Regions from separate parts of the Sus scrofa genome. Here region 2 is linked to region 1. Evidence: chromatin contacts called from public HiChIP or PLAC-seq data. All regions are on one chromosome and are shown on one strand. Each heading gives the region's core, a stretch centred on a gene start, on an enhancer-like site or on the middle of the called end of the contact. The rest is flanking DNA. Distances are from core to core; before and after follow the strand shown.

Region 1 (3,622 bases), core at 478-2,977:
TGTTGTGCTTCCTATAGTACCTGGCATGTAGTAAGTGCTAAATATGCAGAGGATGTTATTATCATACTATTTTATATTATTATGCTATAATTATATTCAAATACTGTGCTGTGCTGGATACTGTATGGTACCCTCCCTGGGTGCCTCTGTCCCTGATGTAGCAGTGCTCACTGTGGGGAAATGAAAAAGATGCCAGGCTTTGTTTAAATTGCATCTGGATTCAAATTTGCTTTTCTTAGTTCTTATTCTTCTGACTCTTAAGCTTTTGCCTTTCGTTAATGTTCACCATGTTCTCTTAAAGTCTTAACTATTAAAATGGACATGACATTTCTCTGGGGCAGGGAACATAGGCTGCCTGGGAATTGGTAAAGTGACCTTATAAAGCTGTGATTCTTAATGTTTTAATTTTTTAGAGTTTACTTTTCCCTCCACTAAGGGCAAAGGAATTTGTTTATAAAACAGACAATTTATTAGCTGGTTGTTGCTGTTGAATTTTTTTTTTTTTTTTTTTTTTTTACTTTTGGTTAGTAATTTGATCCTTGGGCAACAAGAGATAACTAGTGTTTACTGTTGGACTTGATAAAATCCTCCCCCCTCCTTTTATGGCCACATCTGTGGCATATGGAAGGTCCCAGGCTGGGGGTCAGATCAGAGCTGCAGTTGAGGCCTGAGCTGCAGGTGACGCCCATGCCACAGCCACACTGGATCCTAGCTGCATCTGTAACCTATGCTGCAGCTCGAGGAAACACCGGATCTTAACCCACTGAGTGAGGCTAGGGATCAAACCCACACCCTCACGGAGAAGATGTCAGGTCTTTAACTTCTTGAGCCATAATAGGAACTCCTGGACTTGATAAAATTCTTGTCAGAGGCAGGCTGTTTTATCATTTAGATTGTGCGGAAAGATAGTGGGCAGAAGCAATTTCTTTTACCTTTTTTTGAAATAGCAGAGAATTAAAGGGCCCACTATATGATGTGATTAGAACCTTAATAGGGGACTGTAGTTATAGTGCAGTAGCACATAAACCTTGAATGTATCTCTCATATTACTCACGAAGTCTTAATTCTTACTTTGGAGTTGAATTTCATATGTGATATGGGGTATTAGCTATACTTATAAGGGTCCAGATTATGCTGATATTTTTCAGTATTATGAAAAAATATATAAATTCAGAATAGTTGAGGCCCACAAGGAATAACGGTGGCAAAATTAACCTGAGGCTTAATAGCAGATTTAGTAGAAAAGGGTTTCTGTTCTGCTCTGTGATTTTTATGAAATTGAGCTCTAGTCCTTTACTGCCCTTGCTGTTGAGGAACCAAGAATCTGAGCTGTTTCTCATGAGACTTCTTTGGCAAGTGAGGAAGCCTGGTTCAAATAGTAAAGATTATGAAAACAATACCTTCCATTTTCCCCCAAACTTCCTCCTTGGAATGAGAAGCCAGGAAGCCTAGAAAAGTTTTCCGTTAGTTTTCATGGCATCTTTCCCTTGGAAGGTACATGGTTTGCAGGGCTTTGCCAGTACAAAACTGTTTTAATCAGTGTACCCAGGCATTCCTAGAAGGTCAGCAAAAGACCTTGCAAAAGGGCCATGGAGAAGATTAGTCACCATTGTTGTCATTGGGGCACACTAGGTGCCAGATGCCATCTGGAAGCCTTGTCACAGCAACCTCCTGCGTTGGGGATCACCCTAGCTTGTTTGGAGGGAACAGGAAGCCTCTGGGAGGTTCAGCCCAGGTTGCGTAATAGTGGCTGAGTCAGCGTTGCCTCCAGATCCATTGGCCTCTAAAGTGTACACTTTTAAGTACCATGTTTTGTTGCCTTCGAGCTAGGAAAAAACTTCCCCTCTCCAAAAATCTGTTTTCTTTCTCCTCTGTCACGTTGCCCCCATTCCCTGGCGTCCTTACCGTTCATCCCCCTACCCCACCAAACAAGCTTGCAGTCTACACCATTTATTACATCTGTGGGCGTCCCAGGCAGCACGTATAGCCCCCACGTCTTTGGAACAAAGAAATACCACCTCAGTACATTGTAGATTATTTCCCCTTTTATGTAGGGGAAAAGTATCGCAGGAACATAAACCTATTTGTGTGTGGGTTTTTTTTTTTTTTTTTTTTTTTTTTTGGTCTTTTTGCCTTTTCTTGAGCTGCTCCCCTCGGCATATGGAGGTTCCCAGGCTAGGAGTCTAATCAGAGCCATAGCCCCCAGCCTACACCAGAGCCACAGCAACGCAGGATCCGAGCCGCATCTGCAACCTACACCACAGCTCACAGCAACGCCAGATCCTTAACCCACTGAGCAAGGTCAGGGATCGAACCCACAACCTCATGGTTCCTGGTCGGATTCATTAACCTCTGAGCCACGACGGGAACTCCAGTACGTGGGGTTTTTTAAACCAACCTTTACTCTTAGTAAAGGTTTGGGAAAATGAGGCTAGGAATTATGAATGGGATAGAAGTAGGCTAGGAATTATGAATGGGATAGATGAATGGGAGCTCAGCTGGTGTGGGCTTGGAGTAAAGGAAGGGGATTTAGCCGGCTGGAAACCTTGAAGGAGACAGCAGGAGATCCTCAGGGTTCCTTTTGGCTCAAAAATAATGTTATTCTCCTCTTTCCTGCGTTTGTTCCTTCCTTTATTCTTTCATTCCTTTCTTCATTCAAGCGTTCAAGCACTCACCAAGCATCCTTGAGTCAGAGACCTTGAATAGCTCTTTTTGGTGCTATGTAAGAACAAAAGGGTTGAAAAATTTTATCTGTCTCCTTTAATGGGAGGGAAAGGATTTTGGAAGAAATAGAAATATGTATCTCTACCTGTTTAAAAATATTGCTCTTGTAGCCCTGAATGCTTTTTGCTCATAAAAATGGGATGTTTGATATATTACAGAAATATGATCTGGGCAAGAGCGTTTAAAAAATCATGAGGTTCACACCCCATCTGCTTTTTTTTTTTTCCTTTCCTACTGAACTAGACAAATGTTCCTAAACCCTTTCCCATACCTGAAGGGTGGCATATGAATAAAATCGGGAGGCAGAACACATAATCATTTCCTGAAAATAAACATTTAAGTATAAAATGTGATGCAATAAGAGATACAATGCTTTGTAAATTAGTATTTCTGGAAAGTCTTAAAATCCAGGTTTTGTTTGTTCGTTTGTTTTAAGGCCGCATCTGCAGCATCTGGAGGTTCCCAGGCTAGGGGTTGAATTGGAACTGCAGCTGCTGGCCTACACCACAGCCACAGCAATACCAGATCCAAGCCACATCTGTGACCTACACCGCAGCTTGTGGCACTCCTAGATCTTTAACTCACTGAGCAAGGCCAGGGATCAAACCTGCATCTTCATGGACTCTATGTCAGGTTCATAACCTGCTGAGCCACAACGAGAATGCCTAAAATCCAGAGAATGTTTGATTGAAGGGGGAAAAATATTTTTTTCTTCCATCTTTTTCCTGGTAAAGAAAGGAAGTTTTGAAGCATTTGAATTAAGTGTGTGTGTGTCTATTTTTTTTAAAAGCCCACTTTATGATGTAGTTAAAATAAGAATCTATAGTGCCTCTTGGGACAGTACATTTGTGAAGTGGGTTTGATATTAAGTAGCAGAGGCTGGGCCCTGTGACACATG
Region 2 (3,622 bases), core at 381-2,880, 240 kb after region 1:
TAACCTGAGTGTAAGCATAAGGAAACAACCAGATAAAACCAAATTGAGGGGCATTCTACAAAGAAACTGGACTGGACTCTACAAAGCTTTCACTGGGGAAAAGAAACTGGTTGGGGATTAGTGTTTTATTGCTGATAATTACTTAGAGACAACCCCTCCTCCAAAAAAAAAAAAAAAAAAAAAGCCTGCCTAATGTAGGAATTGATGGATTCGTTGGATCATGGAGAGGTGTAGAGAGCCAAATCTTTCAGAGCTTAGTGGAGGGAAAAGTGTTTTTCAAGTTGTATTGATGTAAGTTCTAGGAGGGTGTGCTTAGGGAATTCTCCCTACTTCACATCAGTTGAGATGGTATAATAACTGTGGATGAAACTGTATCCTCCCAAGAGTGAAGTGATTACCATCTGAGGAAGAATTCATAAGGAACAAGACAAGAAGTACTTGCTCTGGCCAGGTAGTAGTAGGTCAGTTCACTGAATGAACGATATGAATGAATGAGTGGACAAGGGAGGACTTTAGGGGACACCTGACCGTGGTGGTTGGAATGGGGCATGATGGCATGACATTACCTTCATAAGGAACCTAGACTGCTCAAGGAAAGGTTACTAAATACCGATCTGGTTCCTGGTTCATGCAGGCTCGGAAGGCACTGTCAGTGTACAGGAGCCTACAGTTTTGCAGATAAGCTGTGTGCAATCAGAGGACTTGGAACCCATTCCAGCTCCAAAACTGAATAGCCTGGGGACCCAGGACAGAGTGAAGGCCTGCCTTATTGATTTTTCAGGGCTGCTGTAGGATGAAGCATGGGTAAGAGGTGAGGATTATGTCAAATAGCATTTCTACCCTTTAGCACACACTTTCAACCCTTTGTCAGAGTTACACCAAAGCCAGTGATCCGTGTAGCATTATTTGGTGAGTGTGGGTTCCAGGTTTCCCCTGCCCTGCCAATAGGGAGTGAAGCACAGGGAAGATCCCCGAGTTTCAAATGTGGTTAAGAGAAAAGGCAAGTGCATGAGCCCTCCTGCAAACTGAGTGGTGATGAGCAGACCATCATCAGAGCATTGAGTCACTCAGCATTGAAAATGTCCTCAGGGAACCTGTTTTTTAGTAAGCAAAGTCGCACCGATTTGAACGGTTCTGGAGCAATCTGTTTCATTCAGAAGCCTCTCATGCTGCCTTCTGCTCTCAGTTTCTTGTTTTGTCTTATGTTGCTTAAGTGATGTTTAATTTCTTGAACATTCATTAGAAGTTGAAAAAAAAAATTGCTTTGTTTTTACCGAAGAGTAATTTTTCTGTGACCCTAGGAGACCATAATTCAGAATGGTGTAAATACAAGACCTCGTCACAGCTTTGTAGTGCCCATTGAGAAAGCGTTTGTGTGAATTCCCCCCAAATAACTCTGCTTTCAAAATGAACCCTCAAAAGCCTACCGATGGGGAGGTTACAGCTCCAGATATGATGGCGTGAGCGCACTCTATCTTCCTACCCTCGCACTGGATGCCACCCAGACAGAACACAGGCACAGTGTCTGGAGCTGCTCTTTGAAGATACTGGGAAATGGTAACAGACAGAGTGGGGAAGGAAGCTAAAATGAGAAATGAGAAGTATGAACAATCCAGCTGGGAGTTTCCTGTTTTTGCTGCTCTGTTGCTCCTGCTGTTTCTTCTTCCTCCCGCCTCCCTCTCCCTCCTCCCCCTCCTCATCCCTTGTCCCTCTCCCTTCGGCTCTTCCTCCCCCTCCCCTCCCCTCCTCCTTCCCAGGGCTCCTTCCCCTTCTTCCCTCCTCTCTTCTCCTCCCCCACCTCCACCCTCCTCCTTCCCCTCCTCCCTCCTTCCTCCTCCCATTTCTTACTCTCGTCCTCTTTCCTCCCCTCTCTCCTGCCCATACTCAAAGGTCACCCAAATCTCAGAACTATAGAACTCCAAGAGAATCCCTCTCTTTCTAGCCCCACGAGCAGGAGCACACGTTCCCTTGGGACAGACTAGGAGAACTCCTACCAATTTCCATTCAACCCATGTTAACATGTAGTGTGCATATTCTAGACTTTTTCTGTGCTTTATTATGTTTTTGGTCTTTTTAGGGCCACACCCTGTGGCATATGGAAATTCCCAGGCTAAGGTTCGAATCAGAGCTGCAGCTGCTGGCCTACACCTCTGCTCATGGCAGCACCGGATTCTTAACCCATTAAGCGAGGCCAGGGATCCAACCTCCTGGATACTAGTCAGATTTGTTTCTGCTAAGCCACGACGGGAACTCCTGTGCGTGTTTTTTTAAGTAGCTATGATTATACCAAACATTTTGTTTTGTTTTTTCCTCTTAGTAGAAGATATTTATAATATAAATTTACTACATAGCATTGTTTGTTTATTTTTTTTAATAATTTATTAAGCAATTATAGTGTAGTTCAGTGCCTTTGAATCACCTCAGATTCTGGTTCAGTGGGTCTTGAGAGGGTACAGGCACACTTTGTTTTATTGAGCTTCACTTTGTGACCCTTCACAAATACTGCATTTTTTAGAAATTGAAGGTTCATGCTGACTCTGGGTTGAACAAATCTATCAGTAGCAGTTTTCTCCATCACTTGCTCACTTCATATCTGTGTCACATTTTGGTAATTCTCATCATTTTTAAAATTTTCCTATTATTCTATTTATTGTGTAATCTTGTGGTATTTAACCTTCGTTTCTTTTTCTTTTTCTTTTAGGGCTGCACCCCTGGCTTCTGGAGGTTCCCAGGCTAAGGGTCCAATCAGAGCTGTAGCTGCTGGCCTGCACCACAGCCACAGCAACTCTGGATCTGAGCCATGTCTGTGACCTACACCACAGCTCACGGCAATGCCAGATCTTTAACCCCCCCGAGCAAGGCCAAGGATCAAACTGCGTCCTCATGAATACTAGTCGGGTTTGTTAACCACTGAGCCATGATGGGAACTCCAAGCAATAAAGTACTTTAATAAAGTCATGTACACTTTTTTTACACTTAATAGACTACAGTGTAGTGTAACGACGTTTATATGAAATGCACTGGGAAGCCAGAAATTTTGTGTGACTGACTTTATTGGGATAATCACTTTACTGCAGTGGTTGGGAACGTACCTGTAATAGCCAAGGCATGCCTGTAATCACAGCCATCTCCTGGTGTTGCTAATACTTCCCTGGCCCAGGTTCTGAATAGCACGGGAATAGTTATTTAACAGTTCCCATGTGGGTTTCCACTTTGTCGCTCTTATAAATAATGTTGTGCATAAAGCTTTTCTTCGTATTCAAGGTCACTCCTTGGAAGTAGATGCCTAGAAGCAGTTAAGCACTGAGTCACACAGGTAATGGCTGTTTGGATTGCTGCTCAATATTGACGATTATTTTTACAGAGGATTTTGCTGCCTAAGTTGATGATAAGGAAGTTGAGACTTAGAGTGGTTTGGCTACACAGGGTCACACAGCTAATTGGTAGAAGAACTGTGATTTTAGCCCTGCTTCAGCGCCCACTGTTTCTTCTTCCCCATGGCTGCTGTATTCTCCATGTCCCTCCCCTTAGAGGAGCTTGTTGGAAAACATCTGTGACATTGTTCCTGCCCTACACCACTGGCTGGCCTTTTGCTTCACTGCTAATTTGATAAGAGAAAGAA

Evidence for each region. HiChIP or PLAC-seq counts read pairs in DNA pulled down with a chosen protein or histone mark.
Region 2: an H3K27ac HiChIP or PLAC-seq map of alveolar macrophages shows a contact between it and region 1. The contact joins two enhancer-like sites. A contact is called at or near these places in 1 of 47 Hi-C or Micro-C datasets (heart right ventricle) and 1 of 2 datasets of contacts at active chromatin or transcription factors (alveolar macrophages).

Annotation. Positions count from the first base shown.
Region 1 is chr14:99,399,161-99,402,782 of Sscrofa11.1, reverse strand. It overlaps a transcript of SGMS1 not described here. Among named protein-coding and RNA genes, the nearest start is that of MINPP1, 170 kb to the left of the region's middle. Within about 2 kb of position 1,727, at least 31 of the 83 cell types and tissues checked have an H3K27ac peak or open chromatin away from gene starts, as enhancers often do. A contact at or near this core is called in alveolar macrophages, where this site is marked.
Region 2 is chr14:99,156,584-99,160,205 of Sscrofa11.1, reverse strand. All of the region lies in intron 3 of SGMS1 (sphingomyelin synthase 1), which reads left to right. Among named protein-coding and RNA genes, the nearest start is that of ASAH2, 17 kb to the right of the region's middle. Within about 2 kb of position 1,630, at least 12 of the 83 cell types and tissues checked have an H3K27ac peak or open chromatin away from gene starts, as enhancers often do. A contact at or near this core is called in alveolar macrophages, where this site is marked.